2 separate regions of the Bos taurus genome follow, and region 1 is linked to region 2. Evidence: chromatin contacts called from public Hi-C data. All regions are on one chromosome and are shown on one strand. Each heading gives the region's core, a stretch centred on a gene start, on an enhancer-like site or on the middle of the called end of the contact. The rest is flanking DNA. Distances are from core to core; before and after follow the strand shown. Region 1 overlaps ITPR1 (inositol 1,4,5-trisphosphate receptor type 1). Region 2 overlaps ITPR1 (inositol 1,4,5-trisphosphate receptor type 1).

Region 1 (5,141 bases), core at 1,095-3,594, 110 kb before region 2:
TTCTCTGGGGTGAATAGAAAGCGAGAAAAACAGCAGGCTGTCCAGGGGGTTCACCCCTTTAACTACAGTGATTTTTGCTACTTCCTGTTTAGTCCTCTCTCTTCCGGGTTGTTTGTTTGCCAGCAAAACGTCTAACGCTGAATCTTCATGTTGGCAGCCTTCGACTCTTCTTCTTTCTACCTAGAGTTGTAAATGCTTCCCTGACTTGAATTTTTCCTCTAGAATATTGAGGTTGAGTTCCTATTTGTTTAAATACAGATGAAGTCAGGAAAGGAAGGCCCTCCCTTATCGGAGTCTGCAGTGTTATTAATACTCTGTTTTGCACCATAGTAATCATTTGATGTGTTGGCTTGCTCAAGATAGAACTTGGGTCTCCTGGCTGGGAGTTTATTGCTCGCTTATGGAAAGATTCCCCAGTTGGAGCAGGTGTGTTTATAATTATACGCTAGGAAATAGAATACTGTCTGTTTATAAAAGAAGAATGTTCTGGCAGCCCCTTGGATTCTTTGAAAATTCCCTGAGGAAGCAACTGTGGATCCCCTCTCTGTTGTTACCCCTGGCAACCATCCGTGCCCTGGGACACCAACACTGTCCCTAGGCCGGCAGGCTGTTGGATCTGGCCTTCTAAGCAGAGATGCCTGATCGCCTTTTGTCATCCATGGCTGTTCTGGAAATGAGTACAGCTCCTGAGGTTTCCCCTGCCAAGCCTGCTGTCCATGTGTGAGGGTGGAAACCAGCAGCCCACAGCTGGAGTTCTGCAGCAACTCCATTAAGAAACTTAATGAGAGTTCACGCTGGCCCACGTTACAGGCAAGGCCTCCCACCTAAAAATTGCAAACCAGCACTTCAGACTTGAACCTTGCTGAGGAATTGCCCCTGAGCCAGGGTTATGACATATCTGGAAGAGCCGTGATCCCTGGGATGGGAGGGGACCACTACTCTTCAATGATAAAGGCCTCTCAGCCGTTGTGAGAGAAGAGGCGCAGTGAACTGCTTGGAGAAATAGCACAGTGTCTTCTGAGTCTCTGTGTGTGCTCTGAGAAAGGAAGACGAAGTGAGGACAGGTCAGAGTCCCTGTAGGAAGAGTGCATGGTGGAGGCCTTCTCGGCTATCCTGGAGTGAAATTTCATTTGAAACCAGAAAGAGAGGAGGGTTTCCTTTTTTTTTTTTATGATGATGATCATGATTTTTTTGTTATTGCAAATCAAGAGGCAAGGTCTCCATCATTACCACCTGATTTTACCTTTTTCTTGGGGTTCAGGAAGAGGACAGATGAGGGGAGAGGTATAGAATGTTTCTGTCATCTCCAGAAAGAAAACACCCCACGACCCATTCTTGGCTTTAAACAGACACCAGTGACTGCCCAAGACATTAGTTTATCTAACGCTTAAGTGCCTGTTCCATTCCAGGTGCTTTGCTAGGGGTTTTGGATCCAGCAGTGCCCCAAATAGGCACAGTCTGCCCTTCTGGAGTTTATGGTTTTGCCACAGCAGCAGACAGTATTATAAGCCAATGTTAACTGAGACATGTAGGAAGGTAAAGTATAGGGAATCATGTTGTTCAGTCACTAGGTCAAGGCTGACCCTGTGACCCCATGGACTGCAGCATGCCAGGCTTCCCTGTCCCATTCTTTCTCCTGAAGTTGCTCAGATTCGTGTCCATTGAGTCGGTGATGCTATCTCTAACCATCTCCTCCTCTGTCCCCGGCTTTTTCTCCTGCCTTCAATCTTTCCTAGCATCAGGGTCTTTTCTAATGAGTTGGCTCTTCACTTGAAGTGGCCAAAGTTTTGGAATTTCAGCTTCAGCATCAGTCCTTCTAATGAATATTCAGGGTTGACTTCTTTTAGGATTTGGATCATAAGAACATGGGGGTCACAAGAATATGTAGTTTAGGGACTTGGACCTGAGGAGGTCAGTTCACATCAGGCGAGGACCACTGCCCGTGAGCCTGTTAGTGACTCACCGCAATGGAAAAGCGAGATGGGTGCTCCCACTCCTTAAGGTGGCTGCAGCCCGCCTGTATCTGCCAGTATCGAGTCCTCGGCTTCTGCCACCATGCCACCAAGAGCTGCTTCTGCAAGCAAGGGAGACCCCTGTCAATAATAAAATTCAGCAGGGGGGCAAGGGGGAGAGAGAAACAGAGAAACACGAGAATTATTCAGTTTCACCTTCAGGGGGCGTTCTCATGACGTCCAAGCCAGAGTGGAGGTGTCCTACTTTTTTACATCGCTGTGAACTGCTGGGTTGGGCACCTGCCAACATTCAGGCGGCAGTTACATAAGAGCTTCTTTTTTTCCTGGAATTTAGGCTTGCTGCTGATGTGTGACCTTCAACAGTAATTGCCAATAAATGCAGCGGGGCTGTTTACTGTTAGACACTGGCAACCCTGGAGCAAGCGAGCTCAACTCAGAGCATAGAGAAGCTATTGCAGAATCTCGGGAAGTTTTTTTTTGTTTTTTCCTTTCTTTTTCTTTTTAATGCTGAGATGATTCCCTAATGATCGAAGTTGTATAATTCAATCAAGTCAGAATGATTTTCACTTTTGGGTTCAGTTCTGATGAACTTCTTCTGTAAAATATACGTGAAACTGCATCATCAGAGCCAAATAATGTCTATTTCTTGTTTCAAAAAGCCAGTGCCATTAGTAAGGGTATTATGCTAGCTGATGTGCAGATTCAAAGTGGTCCTGCTAAAATACTAGGTAACTTCTCTCTTTGCTCAGCTTTCTTTCAGGTGTTCTGTTCTCTTAATGTGGTTTACAAAGGCTTGTGAAAGGCAGGACCAAGCAAACATATTTGCAAACCCATTTGCTGTTTGTTTGTTTATTTTTTCCCTCCTCTGAGATGGAGTGGGTGAAAAGGGACTGAAGACTGATTCATGGCGTTGGAGATGATAAATTCTCTTTGCTTTGCTGAGAATTCGGTCCATCATACAGTCTTGTTTCTTTTGTTGCTGTTCTTTTTCTTGTTGCTTTAGGTATAAGGTTGGGTTGTTTATTTGATGTTCAGTCTCATTTCTTGAACTATCTTCAGCGTCTGCTAGGGGTGGTCCATGAAAGGAAGACATCTTATTTCAAAGGAAGATTCTAGAAGCCTAGGGGTAGGATTCTTGTTGATGACATCAGGAAACAGAGAGTCTCAGTGGCTGTGTCGTGTGCTGGCCTGTATCGGGCACACACAGATGCCTGTGTGTATGTGTATACGGTATGTATGCATGCGAGTGTGTGCTCTTGTACACACACCACAGATAGGAACCCTGGGAAGCCTGCGGGCTTCTTTTTATTTAAGAATGACAAAGTATGATTTCCCTTCAGTTGTGGTAGAAATTTATCCCTGGGTAAAATGGTAGGTACAGTATGTGCAGAAAGTGAGCATTTCAACGTCTGCATGAATCTACTTGCTACTCTAGTGCTGCAGTTAGGATAACCAGTTGGGATTCTCTGGCTTTCTGCTTCAAAGCCAGTCATTTGAAATCTTTTTTCCTATGAAGTTTGATCTTGCTAACCTTGTGTAAAAGCTCTGGGAAGACTTCAGATCCTAGAAAAACGTGAAGAGGCAACGGAGAGCGATAGTTAGTTTCTAAGTTCAAAACCAGACCGCATCAGCTCACTGCCCGTCAACTGTTGGTCTGGAGAGACTTCACCTTGACTGGAGGGTCAGCACCTCAATATCCTGACTGATCCCGGGGTGAGGTGGTAAAAGACAAGACGTGGGAAACACAGGCATACTCTTTTTCTCAGAACAGTCTCCATTACCGTATGGTCACTGAGCATGATCTTTCATGTTAGCAAAAAAAGTTACTTTGATAATAAAAATGTGCCGAGAAAATCAGTTCATTCATTTACGAGAACTATCCTTTGCTTGGGGTAGTAGGTATATGTGTTTATGTAGCTTATGTAGTTATGATTTGAACATATATGGCTTATTAATATGCTTATTTTTTTCCAAATTGTGGCTGACTGCCTTAAAAGAGCCAATCCTCCCAGAAATACAGCTGAAGTCCTCTTAGGAGGAAGTGCTAATAGAGACCGTTGGTTATTTTGCCAAATCATATGCCAAGCTTGGTTTGGCCTTTCCCATGCCTGAAATCATTCTGTGTTCTATTGGGTTGTCTTATTTAGGGAACTTAGCTGTTTGATGTTACGGAATAAAGTTTACTGAAAATATACCAAGCATAACTTAATGTTTTAGCTGGAAGGAATCCTTATAATACCTGCTCCAGTCTCCTTGAACTACAGGTCAGGCGGTGGAAGCCCAGACAGGTTCAGTGACTGGCTGAAGGTCATACACCACCAGTCCCTGCATGAGCCGCCATCAGGCAATACCCATCCATTGTTTTTGGTTTTTCCTTTCTTTTTTATGAGTGGATGACATTAAAAAATTGTCCTCCTGTATAAATAGTGGTTCTTGAAGAAGAAAAAATTTTCTATTGTCTCAGAGGTCTTCCAGTAACGTTCTAGGAGAAAAGGTCATTAATCTTAATTTTCATTTCAAAAATTAAACACCAATATGACAGCAGTTTAGGGAGGCAGTTGAGTACCAGTCCAATCATAAAACATACCAGAAACCACTGATCTCTTGAGTGCTTAAGAAACAATTCTGTGAACATTCTGAAAGAATTCAAGATGCTTCTTTGGACATAAGGGATATCAAACAAGAGAATTTTAAAAAGACACACGAGTTCCACTCCATCTTGTTCTTTAACTATTATTTTGATTGGCAAGGCAGTAAGAGGGTAGCTGTGTGGCTTCCTATAGTAAATCCGTGTCTGTAATCCTTTTGTTCTGATCATATAGAATCGGTATGAAGGATATGTTGGTGGAATGTGGCCAAAGCTGACTGTAAATGATAGTACTTTTCTCCATCTGTGTCTCCGACTGCTCCAAAGCGCATGGGAACTTGCCTTCATTCTTCTTTTCCTCGTGTGTCCTTTTTGCACGAAGGGCAGATGGTGCATGTGTGTGCACAACTTTACTTCTTCAGCCTAAAGCCTACAGAACGCAGGGGTGGGGTTAAAACGCAGTCTTGGCTCATGATATCATTTATATTATCTGCAGAACACATTCCCCTGAGCTCTAGTTTTGTTTCCCTCACCACACTCAAGTCCTCTCTTAACACCCTGTGCCTCCCGACCCCAACAGG
Region 2 (5,176 bases), core at 1,696-4,195:
CTTTCTCCCCTCCTCTGTAATCCTGGGCTTCCTCCACCCGGCAGCCTGGGTACCCAGGGCCCAGCGGTGCCTCTCTGACTGATGGATGCTGCCATCTCGAGGCCCCAGTGCAGGCCCAGCATCCCTTCACCTGAGGGTCCACAGAGACATGGAACGGCGGCTCTGCAGCTGGCCTTGCCTAGGGATTTCATCAGAAATGGGTGCGGTCCTCTCTCTGGCGAGGGCCCGGCCCTGTTACACTGTATCATCCAAGAACAACTATTAACCAAGTCTGGGAAGAGTGAGTGGTCATTCCAGCCCAGCTGAAGATTATATAACAGGGCCCGTCTGGGTGATGTCGGCTGAGACGAGAGCAGACCGGGCTCATGCCTGTACTCGGGGCCGGCCTGGGCACTCTTCACGTGGCTCCACCAGGAAGAGAGAAATCCCTTCGTCTGAAATCTGGGAAAGGAAGAACTCACTCACGTGGGATCTAGCACGACACCTGGAGTCAGCATCTCAGACGACAGACCAGCTCTGTGACCTTGGGCTGCTGACACTGACCTGTGGTACTTTTGCATCGTACTTTCCAGTTGACAGACACATTCTCACAGCCGTTTGATTCTTACATTAACCCTGTGAAGTAGCTTTCAAAAAAAGGGAAGCAGAAACCCAGGTTGGTTGGCTGACTCGCCCAGCTCGCTGCCCTGTGAACACTCTGGGCATCTGGGCTTCAGTTCCTGACTCCAGGACACGGCTCCTTCCCATTGACACACTGACAGCCTGAGGCTGCTGCAGAAACCGACCTCTGACATTCAGGGACCTGGATCCTTGAATTAGGGTCTGGCATCCCTCATAGCTCAGTTGGTAAAGAACCTGCCTGCAGTGGAGGAGACCTGGGTTCGATTCCTGGGTTGGGAAGATCCCCTGAAGGAGGAAATAGCAACCCACTCCAGTATTCTTGCCTACAGAATCTCAAGGATAGAGGAGCCTGGCAGGCTACAGTCCATGGGGTCCCAACAGTTGGACATGACTTAGCGACTAAACCACCACCAACAAATTCGGGGTGTGGGATCCTTTTTTTTTTTTTTAATTTAAGAGATTTTACTTTTTTACAGCAGTTTTAGGTGTACAGAACTGCTGAACAAAAAGTCCCGAGTTCTCATATGCCCCCTTCTCCCTACCTTGCCTGCCAGTTCCCCTCTTAGTAACTTGTTTACTGTGGTGTAGTTACTCCAATTGATAAACTAATAATACAGTAATTAGTAACTAAAGACGGTATTTACACCAGGGTTCATGCTTGTGTTGTGCTCTGTCTGTTCATCACTACCGCCCCCAACCACTGATTCTTTTTTACCTTTGGGATTCATTGTTTTAGGTTTTTTTTTTTTTTTTTTTGTCTTTTTAAATGTGTCATAGATACTATGGCAATTTTGGAGTCATTGAGCATAGAGATCATTATCATTTTTTTCACCCAAAGTAACAAATTCTGGGTTTTGTTTGTTTTCTCTGATCTTAGGAAAGAGAGCTCTGAAGATTATTTTCTTCCTCTTTAATGCAAATAATCACTTTAACTTGGGCTTCCTAGGTTGTGCTGCTGCTAAGTCGTGTCAGTCGTGTCCAACTCTGTGCGACCCCATAGACGGCAGCCCAACAGGCTCCTCTATCCCTGGGATTCTCCAGGCAAGAATACTGGAGTGGGTTGCCATTTCCTTCTCCAATGAGTGAAAGTGAAGTCGCTCAGTCGTGTCCAACTCTTAGTAACCCCATGGACTGGAGCCTACCAGGCTCCTCCATCCATGGGATTCTCCAGGCAAGAGTACTGGAGTGGGGTGCCATTGCCTTCTCCACCTAGGTTGTGCAGTGGTAAAGAATTCACCTGCCAATACAGGAGACTCAGGTTCTATCCCTTGGTCAGGAAGATCCCCTGAAGAAGGGAATGGCAACCCGCTCTAGTATTCTTGCCTGGGGAATCCCATGGACAGAGGAGCTTTGTGGGCTGCAGTCCATGGGGGTCGCAAAGAACAGGACACAACTGAGCGCACACACGCACAATCACCTTCACTCACAAGAGAGGCAAATGTTTAAAGTTTATTGAGTGTAATATATTCCTGCTGTAGAAAAGTTAAGGATTATCTTCAGTCTTCCTTCTCCGCCCTCTTCCAGGCATTTTCTGGGAGTTTGGGTACATGAAGCCAAGAGTCTGTTTCCAGGCTGCCCCTCCCCCACTTTGGTTCACTCCAGCCATCCCCAGGCACTCTGGGAAATCCAGTCTGTCATCTTGCTTGGTAAGATAAGGTGCAGTGCCTTTGACATTTGCTTTGAAAGGACCATCTCTGCTCTCCTGAATCTTCCCCAAGGGGATTCTGAAGGGTGGAGGGGACTCTGTGGCTTACAGGTCCATCTTCCTGGGACCCATCTTCTGGCCAGTGACTCTGTCTTTTATCCTCATGACGCCACCAGAGAAAAAAAAATCGCAATTCTCTAGTCTGGCTGTGAAAGAATAACGGATTTAGCCATAAATGCTGCGTTGTTTACATGGTAAACAAAACTCTACCATCAGTGGACTTTCTCTGAGGAGGTAACTGATGATCTCAGCTGTCTTTCTTAGAACTGCCTCTTCAGTTGAACCTGGGAAGAGGGAGAAAAAAAAAAAAAACACACTTCTCAGAATGATTAGCATTTGCATCATACAATCCAACTTCCTCTCCTCCTCTCTCTCTCTCTCTCTCTCTCTCTCTCTCTCTCTCTCTCTCTCTCTCTGTTTCTCTCTCTCTCTCTCACACACACACCCTCCCTCTTTCCAGTCAAGAACATTTCAAGAGGTCAGTGCCGCCCCCGTGTCTAAAACTTCAGTGTTTGCTTTGCAGGGACTTTTCCAACTTTACCTAGAAAAGAACTAACCAGAACCTTAGCACTTGTGGTCAGCCTGCTTCCGGCTGTGGCTTGAGTCGGTTTGTCTGCTCTGACAGAGGAAGTGCTTGCTGTGACGGGAACCGCACTGGCTGGATTGTAGGAGGACTGGGGCAGACAGTGCCTAAGGACATTGGCATGTGAGGTGCCAGCAGCAAGGAGGGTGAGCGAAGCCCAGCGGGGCTCCCAGACCCAGGGCGACAGATGTGGCCAACAGACAGGCGGTGAAGCCACCAGCCCTCGCCCAGCCCCACCCTCCTGACCACACACACACCCGCCAAGATGAGTTCATGTATAAACAACATATCTTCGCTGGAGATGACTTTCTCAAAAACTCAGTAGAAGCTGGGCCACTGAGACATATTTGTGACCTGGAATAGACGTGAAGGTGGGATTTTTGCAAACGTTCAGAGACCTTCAGAGTCTGGCTGGCTGGAGAGGCAGGGGTGCGCACTTCACAGGAGTCACTGAGTGCTCTAACCAGCTCAGCATTTGGTGTGAAAGGCTGAGCTAGATTGAAAGTCACTTCTCTCTCTGCTCCTCTGCTAAGGCTGGAGAGTCTTAGGATTTTTCCTGTAGAGATTCGGATCTCTGTGTGGCCAGGTCACAGTGTGAGGAGCCTTCACACTGCACTGGAATTTACCCTACCGCACAGGATGTAAAACCCAGTGGAAATGGAGGGCACAGTTTGGCCAGAATAGCTAATTTTAACTCGTAGGTAATTTGAGATTTGACTTAACAGCCAGGGTGATTATTTAAGTAAAATATTGGCTACACCGAGGATCTCAAATTTTTGGTACATACCCATGTCAGGGCAGAAGAGCGAATGACACCTACTGGCCAGAGCACTCAGGTTCCCTTGTTTGGGGTTTTAGTGGGGCCCCCAACTCTGCTTCTTACTGTCAGATGTAAATGTTAGAGGAGGGCTATAAGGGAGAAACTTGAAGGTGGTCACCGGGAAGTATCTAGACCAGGAAATCCTGTCCGTCCGTTTGCACTGAAGACTCTCATGAGACGGAGAATGAAGACTTATCACTAGAATCCGGGCACAGGGTCCAAAGTGACCTGTAGAAAGGATGACCTTTCTATAAAATCATGGGGTTTTACCTTTAAATCTGACTCAATTTCATGTTCTGCTCCAGGGCATATTTTGAGGCTAATATATTTTCAATCGTTAACCGTTGATAAGATGGACATTCAAATGAGATGGGTTATTTCTGTCTATGGCTTTGTGTAGCCCTTAGACAGGGTCTTCATCCCCAGGAGTACAGGGAGCCGGTGTACAGAAGCACAGAGAAGGCAAAAGCAAACAGCATCAGAGTGCATCTCTTGACCCTTGAGGGGAGGAGCACAGATGCCAGTAGCAGCCACCTTTGGGCCAGTGGAGCCCGTTCACCGGTCCAGCAGACACTGGGCACCGAGCACTTGGAGCTGAGACTGCAGTGGGTCCATGGAAGTGCAGAGCCACGCCCTGCAGCCACATTCCTGGCACTACCGCCCCTTGGGGATTTAGGGACCTTGCCATCCTGTCTCTAGACCCTCAGCACTCAGGCCTGTGCCAGGCACAGAAATTACCAACGGTCTTTTCAGTAATCAGTTGTTGGATGGGGGCTGTGTATTTTGCATTTGTCAGAGGCCTTTCTGAAGCCATTGCTTCGGAGTCACGGGATCACATCACATACCCCACGGAAGAAGGTAGGAATCCACTGTGAACAAAGTCTCTTTTCCGTCTATAGTTATTTGATCACTTGCTCTTTAGAATAAGAAGAAACTGTTCTTTAAGGTACGTGCAGACTTTGCATCGATTTTCTGTATTCTTTTGAAGCCCTGTTTAATGTGGATTTTGTTTGGAAAGCTGTTTTCTATTTTTGTGGAGGATTCGCTAAGCCAATGCACATATGAAAGATCTGAGAGCCAGGTTTGAGGTGAATCCTCTGGCCATTTTCAGCAGTTCCCCTGTATGTCAGGCACTGGTGACTGTGCTCACCTTCACCCCAGCGCCTCACCAGGCGGGGGCTCCAGTCACTTTCTGCCCTTCCTCACCACCTGCTGTCCCTGCTGCCTCCCTGCCTTACCAGCCCAGCTGTCCAGCCAGCATCACACACGGGCCCACCGCAGTCTGTCTGCTCTCCTCCCCAGCTCAGGCCACTCTGGTTTCCGGGCTATGCGCAACCGCCTGCTGAGTAGCCCTCACGCTGACCCCTCGTGTGGCCAAGTGCAAACCTTCCCCGAGACCCAGGCCTTCCAGGAAGAGGACACCAGCCGCTCACAGCCCCCGCAGTCA

The links. Hi-C and Micro-C count contacts between places; a contact is called where the count stands out from the background.
Region 1: a contact with region 2 is called in a Hi-C map of an unstated tissue, with 2.9 times the contacts expected there. The contact joins two enhancer-like sites. A contact is called at or near these places in 2 of 11 Hi-C or Micro-C datasets (liver and an unstated tissue).

What each region holds. Positions count from the first base shown.
Region 1 is chr22:21,642,559-21,647,699 of ARS-UCD2.0, reverse strand. The region is part of intron 39 of ITPR1 (inositol 1,4,5-trisphosphate receptor type 1); the gene reads left to right. Among named protein-coding and RNA genes, the nearest start is that of MIR2285AM, 160 kb to the left of the region's middle. Within about 2 kb of position 2,344, at least 28 of the 102 cell types and tissues checked have an H3K27ac peak or open chromatin away from gene starts, as enhancers often do. A contact at or near this core is called in liver, where this site is marked.
Region 2 is chr22:21,537,075-21,542,250 of ARS-UCD2.0, reverse strand. All of the region lies in intron 57 of ITPR1 (inositol 1,4,5-trisphosphate receptor type 1), which reads left to right. Among named protein-coding and RNA genes, the nearest start is that of BHLHE40, 130 kb to the right of the region's middle. Within about 2 kb of position 2,945, at least 46 of the 102 cell types and tissues checked have an H3K27ac peak or open chromatin away from gene starts, as enhancers often do. A contact at or near this core is called in liver, where this site is marked.